Linked DNA regions of Mus musculus: region 2 is linked to region 1. A link is a contact called in public HiChIP or PLAC-seq data. All regions are on one chromosome and are shown on one strand. Each heading gives the region's core, a stretch centred on a gene start, on an enhancer-like site or on the middle of the called end of the contact. The rest is flanking DNA. Distances are from core to core; before and after follow the strand shown. Region 1 holds the start of Prtn3 (proteinase 3). Region 2 holds the start of Efna2 (ephrin A2).

Region 1 (4,492 bases), core at 757-3,256:
TAATTCTGACCCAGACCCTTACTCAGGCTCAGTTTCCCCTTTAACTAAACACTGACCATAGCCCTAAGCCTAACTGAGCCCTACCCATGGCCTAGTCATTAGCCATAACGGTAACCAAAACTTAGCCTTACCCTTAGCTCTCAGCCTGGGCCGAGTCCAAGCAGCAATCCTAAAGTTAGCATCATGTGGACCATAGGCCATACCCCTCCACCAGGACTTAGATCGAACCCTAATTTAACCATCCTTATCCTATATCTGATCTTGGCTCTAGTAACCTTAACCCCAAACCTCAAGCTAGCCACAGGCTTAACCCCAGGCCCAGGTCTAACAGGACCACTAACCAAGCGCACCAGACAGGAAACACAGCCAGCCAGGTCAGAAGCTAAGGGACAGACCCGGGTCCCACACTATGACGGCTCCATGGTCCTAGCATGGCACACAGTAGGTTTTCCCTACGTGTCTTCTGCAGCAATGGATCCCCAGAACCCGACCTACCTGGAGGAGAAGCACGTCATTGAGGTTCTCCTCGGGGTTGTAATTGTTCTGGAAGACCTGACTGATGGTGAACTTCTGCTGCTCAGGCTCCGAGCTCAGCAGGTCGTGGGCACCCAGCACCACTGTCACAAGCTGCCAGGAGCTGCAGTGAAGGTTGTGGGATGTTGTTTGTTGTAGGGAAAGGGATGGAACCCGGATCGATCCTTCAACACGTTACCAAGTGCTCCACCCCTGACCACGCCCTCTGGGAGGAATCCAGGTGGGGCTCTACCATAACCACGCCCCCTAGTCGCTCACTGGGGGATTCTAGGCAGGTAGGAGGAACTCTACCCTGACCGTGCCCACAGACCCTTCCCTGGGGAATTCTAGAAGGGATATTTACCCTAACCACTCCCCTATCCCCTTCACTGGGGGATTCTAGGTGAGAGAAAGTCTCTGTTGAAATAATCTCCTGGAGAACGCATGGGGAAGAGCTGAGGCAGGTCTAGAGGGAGCCTTTGGAAGGGGAAGAGACTATGAGGTACCCATCCAGGGCTTTGCTGTCAGTTCAGACCTGCCACTCCCTCGCTGTCTCCTGAACTCACATGTCCTGCAGGCAGTGGGCGGCTGTCAGCACGAATCTCGGGTGGATCAGGGTGCCACCACAGAAGTGGCTCCCAGGGAACCTGCTCAGCTGCAGGGATGCCACATAAGGCCGAGAGTGGGGCCGAGCCTCGTGCCCACCTACAATCTTGGAGGCCTGGACTGCGCCTAGGGGAAGTAGGTGTCAGGAATGCAGCCTGAAGGGTTCCAGCCATGAGAGCCACAGTCTGTTCTACCTATGGTTTTAAAGTGACCTGTGCCTGGGGAGGAGTCGGGGGCTGACTTGAGTCTACACGTATTATTTTGTTTTGAGATAGTGTCTCACACTGTGGTCCAGGGTGGCCTTGAACTCAGCGAGATCTGCATGCCTCTGCCTCCCAACTGCTGGGATTAAAGATGTGCGCCATTCAGCTTGGCTGGTAATTCCTGATTCCCTGGAAATTCCTCCCTGCAGTGAGAGTCCGTGGGCGGCACACATACAGTAAGAACCCATCAAGGGCTGAAGCTGGTGTTGGGTTCAGTGGGTAGAGTCGTGGCTTACACGCACAAAGCCCTAGGTCCCACATCCAGTGCCACAGAAACACAGCATGGGAGCTTGCTACCCCAGTACTGAGATGAGGCATGAGGGCCAGGAGGTCAAAGCTGATTTGCTATAATGTAGCAAAGGCCAGCCTGGGCTACTTAAGACTCTGTCTAAAAAAGAACCCTAAAACAGAAGGAAAGCAGTCAATGCCCCCTCTCATTCTTTCCTTCCCAAGCATTTAACCAGGGGATGCCCTGACCTTCCCAGCTATTCTAGGAAGGTGCTGGTTAATGAACAGCTCCCCACCCCCCCACCCACACACACACTCACCACCAACCACCAGGGCAAGCAGCAGGAAGGGATGGATCCCCTTGGGGGATGGGTAGCTTCCAGCCATGGCCAGGCTCCTGGCATCCTGCTTGCTGGGGCCCTCTTATAGCCCAGCTCTGCCGGGAGCCGTTGAACAGTGGCTAAAGGCTGGGCTGTGGGTCCCACTTCCTCCTTCCAGTTTGGGGGCCCAGGAATGTTTGCAGTAGGGCAGGACGCAGGGGGTCTCTCTGGAGGCACAGGAAGCCCTCTGCCACCCAGAGCGTGCTGAGGGTCCTGGGACAAGCCACTTTAGTACCCACTCAGCTATGATCCACAGATCCTGTGATACACCCCCCATCGATGACCCTCCCCATTAATAACCTGCCTAGATTTTACTTTGGGAGTTCATTATTTCTCCTCTAATGTTGTAGTGTGTGTGTGTGTGTGTGTGTGTGTGTGTGTGTGTATGTGTGTTCATTTTAAACAGGGTTGCATGTAACCCTGGCTAGCCATGAACTCACCACGTATCCAAGGTTCCTTCTGCCTCAGCCTCCTGCACGCTCGGATGACAAGTATGCACTTCTGCACTGGGATAATTTCCTATTCTTTTCTCTTTACTGGTTTTTTTTCATATAAATATATATATTGTGTGTGTGTTTTATTTCTTTTTAATTTATATATCTTAAATTTTTTAATCTTTCTTTCTCTCTCTCTCTCTCTCTTTCTTTCTTTCTTTCTTTCTTTCTTTCTTTCTTTCTTTCTTTCTTTCTTTCTTTCTGCATAGGCATGTGTGGATGCACATGCATAGAGTGGCCTGAGGTTGACACAAGGTATCTTCCTCAGTGACTCTCCACCTTATATTGAGGCAGGGGCTCTCTCTAAGGTTTCAGTCAATCAGCTCTCTAGCTTGTTGGGGGAGAGGTGTCCCTGTCTTCTTCTGGGCCTCCTTACACAAATGCTCGGAAATACAGGAGGCTGTCTCCGCTGTGGACACGGGTTCTGGGGACTGGAACTGCAGCCCTCCCTTCTGCCATAGTGCTTTACCCACTGAGCTATCTGGCCCTTTCCCTCCCCATCCACCCCTGTTTATTAAATCCCAAACCAACATCAATCCTCCTGCCTCTGTGCTGGGATCACAGAGCAAATATATTCATTTATTATAAAATAGTCTAGCACAGCAATGGTGGCACACGCATTTAATCCCAGCACTCAGGAGGCAGAGGCAAGAGGAGCTCTTGTGAGTTCGAGGCCAGCCTGGTCTACAGAGCGAGTTCCTGGACAGCCAGGGCTACACAGAAACCCTGTCTCAAACCTAAAAAAAAAAAAATCAATAAATGAAATAGTCTAAACCCATAGAACACTGGGATACAGCCAAGTATTGAGCACTTGCTTAGGCTGCATAAGGCCCTGAGTTCCATCCCAGGAGTACAAAGTTAATGCATTCATTCCTATATGAACGAACTTCTCCATGTGTGCATGTGTGTCGTGTCTGCACAGCGGGTCGGAGGATAACAGTCAAGAGTAAGTTCTCTCCGTCCACTGTGTGAGTCCCCAGAACTGAACAGAGACCCTGAGGTTTGGCAGCAAGCGCCTTTCCCCACTGAGCCATCTCAGTGGCTCATAAATAAGGAAGGAAATTCATTAAGTTAAAAGAATAAACCACACGAAGAGAAAGAAACCACAGACCTGGGGGGCTGGAAAAAAGGAAAAGAGAGAAAGAAAAGGTTGTGTGGTTTCATTTTGAAATGAAGCCTTGCCGCTGGCAGAGGTCCGCAGGCTTCCGGGACTTGCCTCTCTGTTCCCGGACTTCTTACACAACACAACGGCTGCATGACTCTGGACCATCGGACCATCGCCAATCCTTCCCCCGCCCCTTCCTGCTTGAGGCCATGACCCCGAGTCCTCAGCATCTTTTGTGCACTTCAGGGTTCCCTGGGTGGTAGAGTCCCCAGCGTCCCCGCTCTTCAGAGAGAATGCACTGAGCTTCTACACCTGGTTCTGTCTCATGCTACTCAGGAACCATGATGTGGGCTATGTCCTGGTCAGGGCTAAGTGCACCTCTGAGAACTGTCTATTTATTCGTCCCATCATTTTAAGACAAGGTCTCATGTAGCCCAGGTTGGCTCCAGATTCCCTACGGAACTGAGGATGACCTGGAACTCACTCTGTAGACCAGGTTGGCCTCAAACTCAGAAATCTGCCTGTTTCTGCCTCCCAAGTGCTGGGATTAGGACCTTGAACCTCCTCTTTCAGCCTCTTGGCTGTTGGAATTACAAGGAAGAGTATGAACTCAGCCTCCTGCCCTTGCTCTGAACCTACCCATGATCCTTCAGTGCCTGACTGACAGCCAAACTCCTCAGCTAGGCCATGTGTCTGCAAGAGTCCACTTTCCCCAACTGCACATGGAGATCCCGCCCTGGAAGACTCTGAGTGCCCCTCCCCCACCTGTCCCCTGCAAGCCACTGCTTCCTCTTTCTCCCCAGGACCATCAGTTAGAGGCCTTCTTTCAACACTAGAATTCCCAGGGGTTCATGCAAGCTCCTCCACTATTGACAGGGAAACTGAGGCTCAGGGCTTGTCCAA
Region 2 (4,441 bases), core at 236-2,735, 300 kb before region 1:
CCTCAGCCCAAAGGAGCTGACCTCACAGCTCTGCCTTGATGGTAGGGGACAGAGAGCTCCCACTCCCACCGAGAGACACTGTTGGCCCTTGTGCCACAGCTTGCCTCAAAGACCACCTTTTTTTTGCAACTTTCTGTTGATGGATCAAGAGGGCAGCTTGGCTGATCCATCAACTAAGTTCCTCACTGGCCAGCCTCGGACACATGGGGACTCTCGATCTATACTGCACCCAAGCCTTGGAACCCCAAAGCCTATCTCCCAAGACACCCTCCAGCATGCCCCCACTTCTGAGACCCTTCTGACCCGGAAGGTTCTATGCTTTCCAGAATGTGGTCAGTGGCTGTAAACTTTTTACTCAGCCTGTAACAGTGGCTTCTGCTGTGTCCCCTGACTGTACCCAGTGCCTGGCAGGGTCTGACCCATGGGGTGCCACCAAACAGACAGGCAGGACCCGGTGCCTTGCTGGGTGTGGCAGGCTGGGTACCACCAGGGTCTCCAGCCCTAGCACCAGTTCTCTGGGCATGACCTTGAGGCAGCCCCTCCTGGCTCCTGCACCTCAGTTTCCCCCCGCAGCTACAAAGGTGGAAAACGATAAGCCTAGGCTGCACCCCTCAAACTGACCTCCGTCGCTTTGGTGCCTGGTCCCCTCTGTTCCTCTAAAGTGTCTGGGGGATTGGAGCACCCCTTGGAGTGAACGAGTGAACATAGGGGTAGAAAGGGGATTTTGTAACTTCCCCAAGTTCATCTGGAGAACCAAAGACAGGACTCTCAGAACCTTCTCAAAAGAGCCAAGTCCGGGGATTCCTTGGGTGGAAGGGAAGTCCCCAGGGATATTTGCCAAACCCTCAGCCCTCCAGGGTGCTCCCTCCTCCAAGAGGCCAGGGGTTCAAGGGTGTCCCCCAAGCAAGTACAGAGAAGGAACTCCTGAGTCTGAGGGTGCAGAGGGCTTCCCCCAAAGTCCAGGAGCTCTTGGGGGAATACTAGGCACCCCCGAAGTTCAGGAGGAGGTCCGTGCGCTGCAATCCCCAGGGCTGGGGCCTCTTGGGGTCCCCGGGGGTTCCCCCAATCAAGCTCACCTGGGGTTGCTACGGTTCCAGTAGACTGCGTATCGGTCAGCGTTGGCCCGGGCCGGGTCCTCGTTGCGCGCACGCAGCGGCAGCAGCAGCAGCAGCAGCGGCAGCAGCGGGCGCTGCGCGGGCGCCATGGCCCCGGTGCTGCCGCCGCGCTCGCTCCCTCGCTCTCCAGCCGCCGCCTGGCCCCGCCGTCTCCGCCTCCGCCTCCGCCGCCGAGCGGGCGGAGCGCCGCGCGCGCTTGGAGATCTGCCGCCCCGCCTCTGCGCGCGGCCCCCGCCGTAGACCGCGGGCGCCGAGAAACCAGGCGGCGGCGGCGGCGGCGGCGGCGGCGGCGACGGCGGCGCGGGGCAGAGGCCCGAGCGGTGCACTGCGCAAGGCGCTCTCCCGGGTTCCCCGGGCGCGGGGGCTCCCCTCGCCTTTGTCCCCGCTGGAGCGTCTTGGAGGGTCGCGGGCGCCCCCTCCCGCCGCGCCCCGGACCCTCCAAGCCTCTGCCCGGGCCCCGCCCCGGCCAGACTCGCGCAGACTCTGCCGCGGATCCCCAGGGTCCCGCCCTAGCCTCCCGCATCGGGAAGGGGACCCCAGAGCGCTGAGCTTGTGCGGGGGTGGGGGGGCTTTGTGGCCCCACCCTGGGTAGGTTGTAGCGAAGTGCTTGTTTGCGCCGCGCCTGGCATCTCAGTACTTAGGAGGCTGAGGCAGGAGGATTGACGCGAGTTCCAGGCCATCCTAGGCTACAGTGTCAGATCAGATCTGATAAAACAAAGAAGTCGTAGGCCAGTTGTGGTGGTGCACACCTGCCCTCCCAGCATTCGGGAGGCTGAGGCAGAAGGATCAGACATTCAAGGTCATCCTCGGCTACATAGAGGGTTCTAGGCCAACCTGGGCTACATGAAACCGCAGCAGAAAAGAACTAAAGTTCCAAGTCACCCTTTCCTAGCTTTCCATCCTCCTCGACTGTACATCCTTGAGGCCTCTGGGAGTCACTTCAGGAACTCTGGGAATCACCCCAATTCCTGGCAGGTGAAAGGACACTCGCTCGCTTGCTCGCTCAGGGAGGGCTTTCCCTACAACACCTAGATCAGAGCTGTGTGAACCAGATGGGTTTGCTGGCTTGTTTTTCACTTGCTGGGTCCTGTGCTTGGTGTTGGGGACCACAGAGCAGTTGGATTCTAAAATGTCCTTCTGTGTGCGGACTGGGAAAAGCTAAAGCTGGCCAGTGTTATTATTACCTGGGACCAAAAAGGCCAGGGTGGCACTGTAGAAATTAGATATGTGGCCTTCTGTGACAAGTTCCCCACATGCCACACACATAAACATGTGTTCACTTGTGCTTGTGTGTACACACACACACACACACACACACACTGGGTGGGCACAGATGTGAAATCTTTACCCAGACCTGGAAGTGCTCTGTCCCCACTCTCCACTGAAATATGTCTCTCCTCTTTGTAGGCCCGGCTTTACTTGGGGACCTGAACTTGGCTGTCAAGGGTATTCTGGGATTTCCAGGTCAAGCCCTGGTGGCACCCACAGGACACAGGGCCACATGTCTAAGCATTCTGCCCATAAAGGTGAATGTTGGGGAGCTGCCCTGTCTGGGACATGAGCACCCCCTTTGCAATGGGGAGGGCAACCAAGAGGGTAGTCTCATCTACTAGACTGTATCTGTTAGGTTCTCAATCACCAGGGCCAGTCACAAGGACACCTAGCAAGGAGGCCACATCACCAGGCCTCATTTGCATGCTGGGGCCACCGAGTTGAGAGCTGCCTGCCGCCAGTGGATTTGAGCAGAAAGCTTTGCCTTCTGTTCTTGTCTGTTGTCTCAAGGTCAGATCCAGAGTGAGGACAGGAACAAAGGCGGCTGTCCCCCACTCTACCTCCCAAGCCTGCCTGTCGCTCCTGAGGACACACAGATGAGGGGAGAGCAGGGCCTCAGAAGGCCTTTTGTTCCAGGGAGCCCTGCCTGGCCACCATAGTGACAGGGAGCCTAGGAAGTCCCATGCCCTCCGCAGGCATCCTGCCTCAGACCATGAGGCCAGTGGTCACTGGAAATAAGACCCTGCCTTGGAGATAGTCAGAGGTCAGGGGCCTACCATGGAGACAAGCATCAATGAAGGTCAGGAGTTACCAGGGTCAAAGGTGGCTTCAGATCCATCAGGTGAGATCTGTTATGGGATATCTGGGTCCTTCAACCATCTGCTGGGGCTGTGTGCTCAGGCCATTGCTCACCCTATGATTCAAACCCACACTGACGGTCTTCAGTGGCCCTGGGCCAACCCTGTCTCCAGGCTTCACTCATCAACCCTGGTTGGTCACCCATGCCCCACCCATGCCACTCTGGTACACAGGGCAAAGCCTCAGGCTCCTGATCTCAGTGTCTGGTGACTCTACAGCCATCAAAGGCCACATTGCCAGGCAGGAGGCTAAAATTATGCCGAGAGAAATTTCTCATTACAGAATAAATTGTACCAAATTGCCCGCCTGAGCTGAGACAGGGCTGGGCAGTTGGGAGTTGGGGGTGGGTTATGGATCCCACAAGTGCCCCCCTTCTAGCTTGCCACCTGCAGAGTAAGGACAGGGTAGATATTTGCCCAACCCAAGCAATAGGCACCCACTGGAGCCCAAAGAAATAATAATCTTTGCATTACTGGCAAACAGAACCTCAGAGGAAATCCTCCCTCCCTCTTGCCTTCTTCTCTTCTCAATGCAAGCACTCCCTCCTCCCTTTTCTATACCCTCCCACCATTCATCCCCCCTCCCATCCCTTCTCATTCTCTCCTGTCTATCATCTTCCCCTCCCCTCAAGCTCAAGGCACAGGTCAGGCTTTGATCCCAAACCCATCTTCCCACAACTAGAACTGTCCAAGTCCCAGCAGACTGCTGTGCCTACCCAGGCCCCTGTTGGGAGAGGCTAGCCTGAGCCCTACAGAGGGACTCAGAGTACCCTGGCCTGCCTTCCCTTTGTGGAACTCCATCCATGTAGGGTCGCAGCTGTCAACTCTTGACTTCCAAAGAAGATGTGACTGGTCTGTGACATGCACTTGCCCCCATGTCCCCAATGGAGCAGCTGACAGCTAGCTCTTTGGGGGCGAGGGGAGCACCAAGAGGCTTGGTTTGCCCATATTGGGGGGATGATGCTTCGGGGGACAGTTTATTTTTTTCCTGTATTGTGGTGTGGCACTCTGAAGGCAATTTACAGGAGTTTGTTCTCTCCTTCAACCACGTGGGTCCAGGGATCAAACTCCGGCTTGGCAGCATGTGGCTTCACCTGCTGAGCCTTTCTGCCAGTCCAAGGCTCAGATTCAGGATGGGTACAGGTGGCAACAGCATTCTGAGTTCAAGCCCCTGGCCCTGCTGTGTGTGTGCTGAGA

Evidence for each region. HiChIP or PLAC-seq counts read pairs in DNA pulled down with a chosen protein or histone mark.
Region 2: a contact with region 1 is called in an H3K4me3 HiChIP or PLAC-seq map of neural tube, with 2.5 times the contacts expected there. The contact joins the promoter of Efna2 here to the promoter of Prtn3 in region 1. A contact is called at or near these places in 10 of 39 promoter capture datasets (cranial neural crest, embryonic stem cells, hematopoietic stem and progenitor cells and 5 more), 6 of 115 datasets of contacts at active chromatin or transcription factors (craniofacial prominence, embryonic midbrain, embryonic stem cells and 2 more) and 4 of 9 other capture datasets (adipose tissue, embryonic stem cells, liver and 1 more).

The regions. Positions count from the first base shown.
Region 1 is chr10:79,877,181-79,881,672 of GRCm38.p6, reverse strand. It overlaps Prtn3 (proteinase 3), which reads right to left and starts at 2,006. Exons shown (of 5, transcript NM_011178.2): 1 at 1,931-2,006; 2 at 1,080-1,245; 3 at 496-637. The coding sequence starts at 1,997.
Region 2 is chr10:80,176,526-80,180,966 of GRCm38.p6, reverse strand. Efna2 (ephrin A2) reads right to left here and starts at 1,485. Exons shown (of 4, transcript NM_007909.3): 1 at 1,077-1,485. The coding sequence starts at 1,204.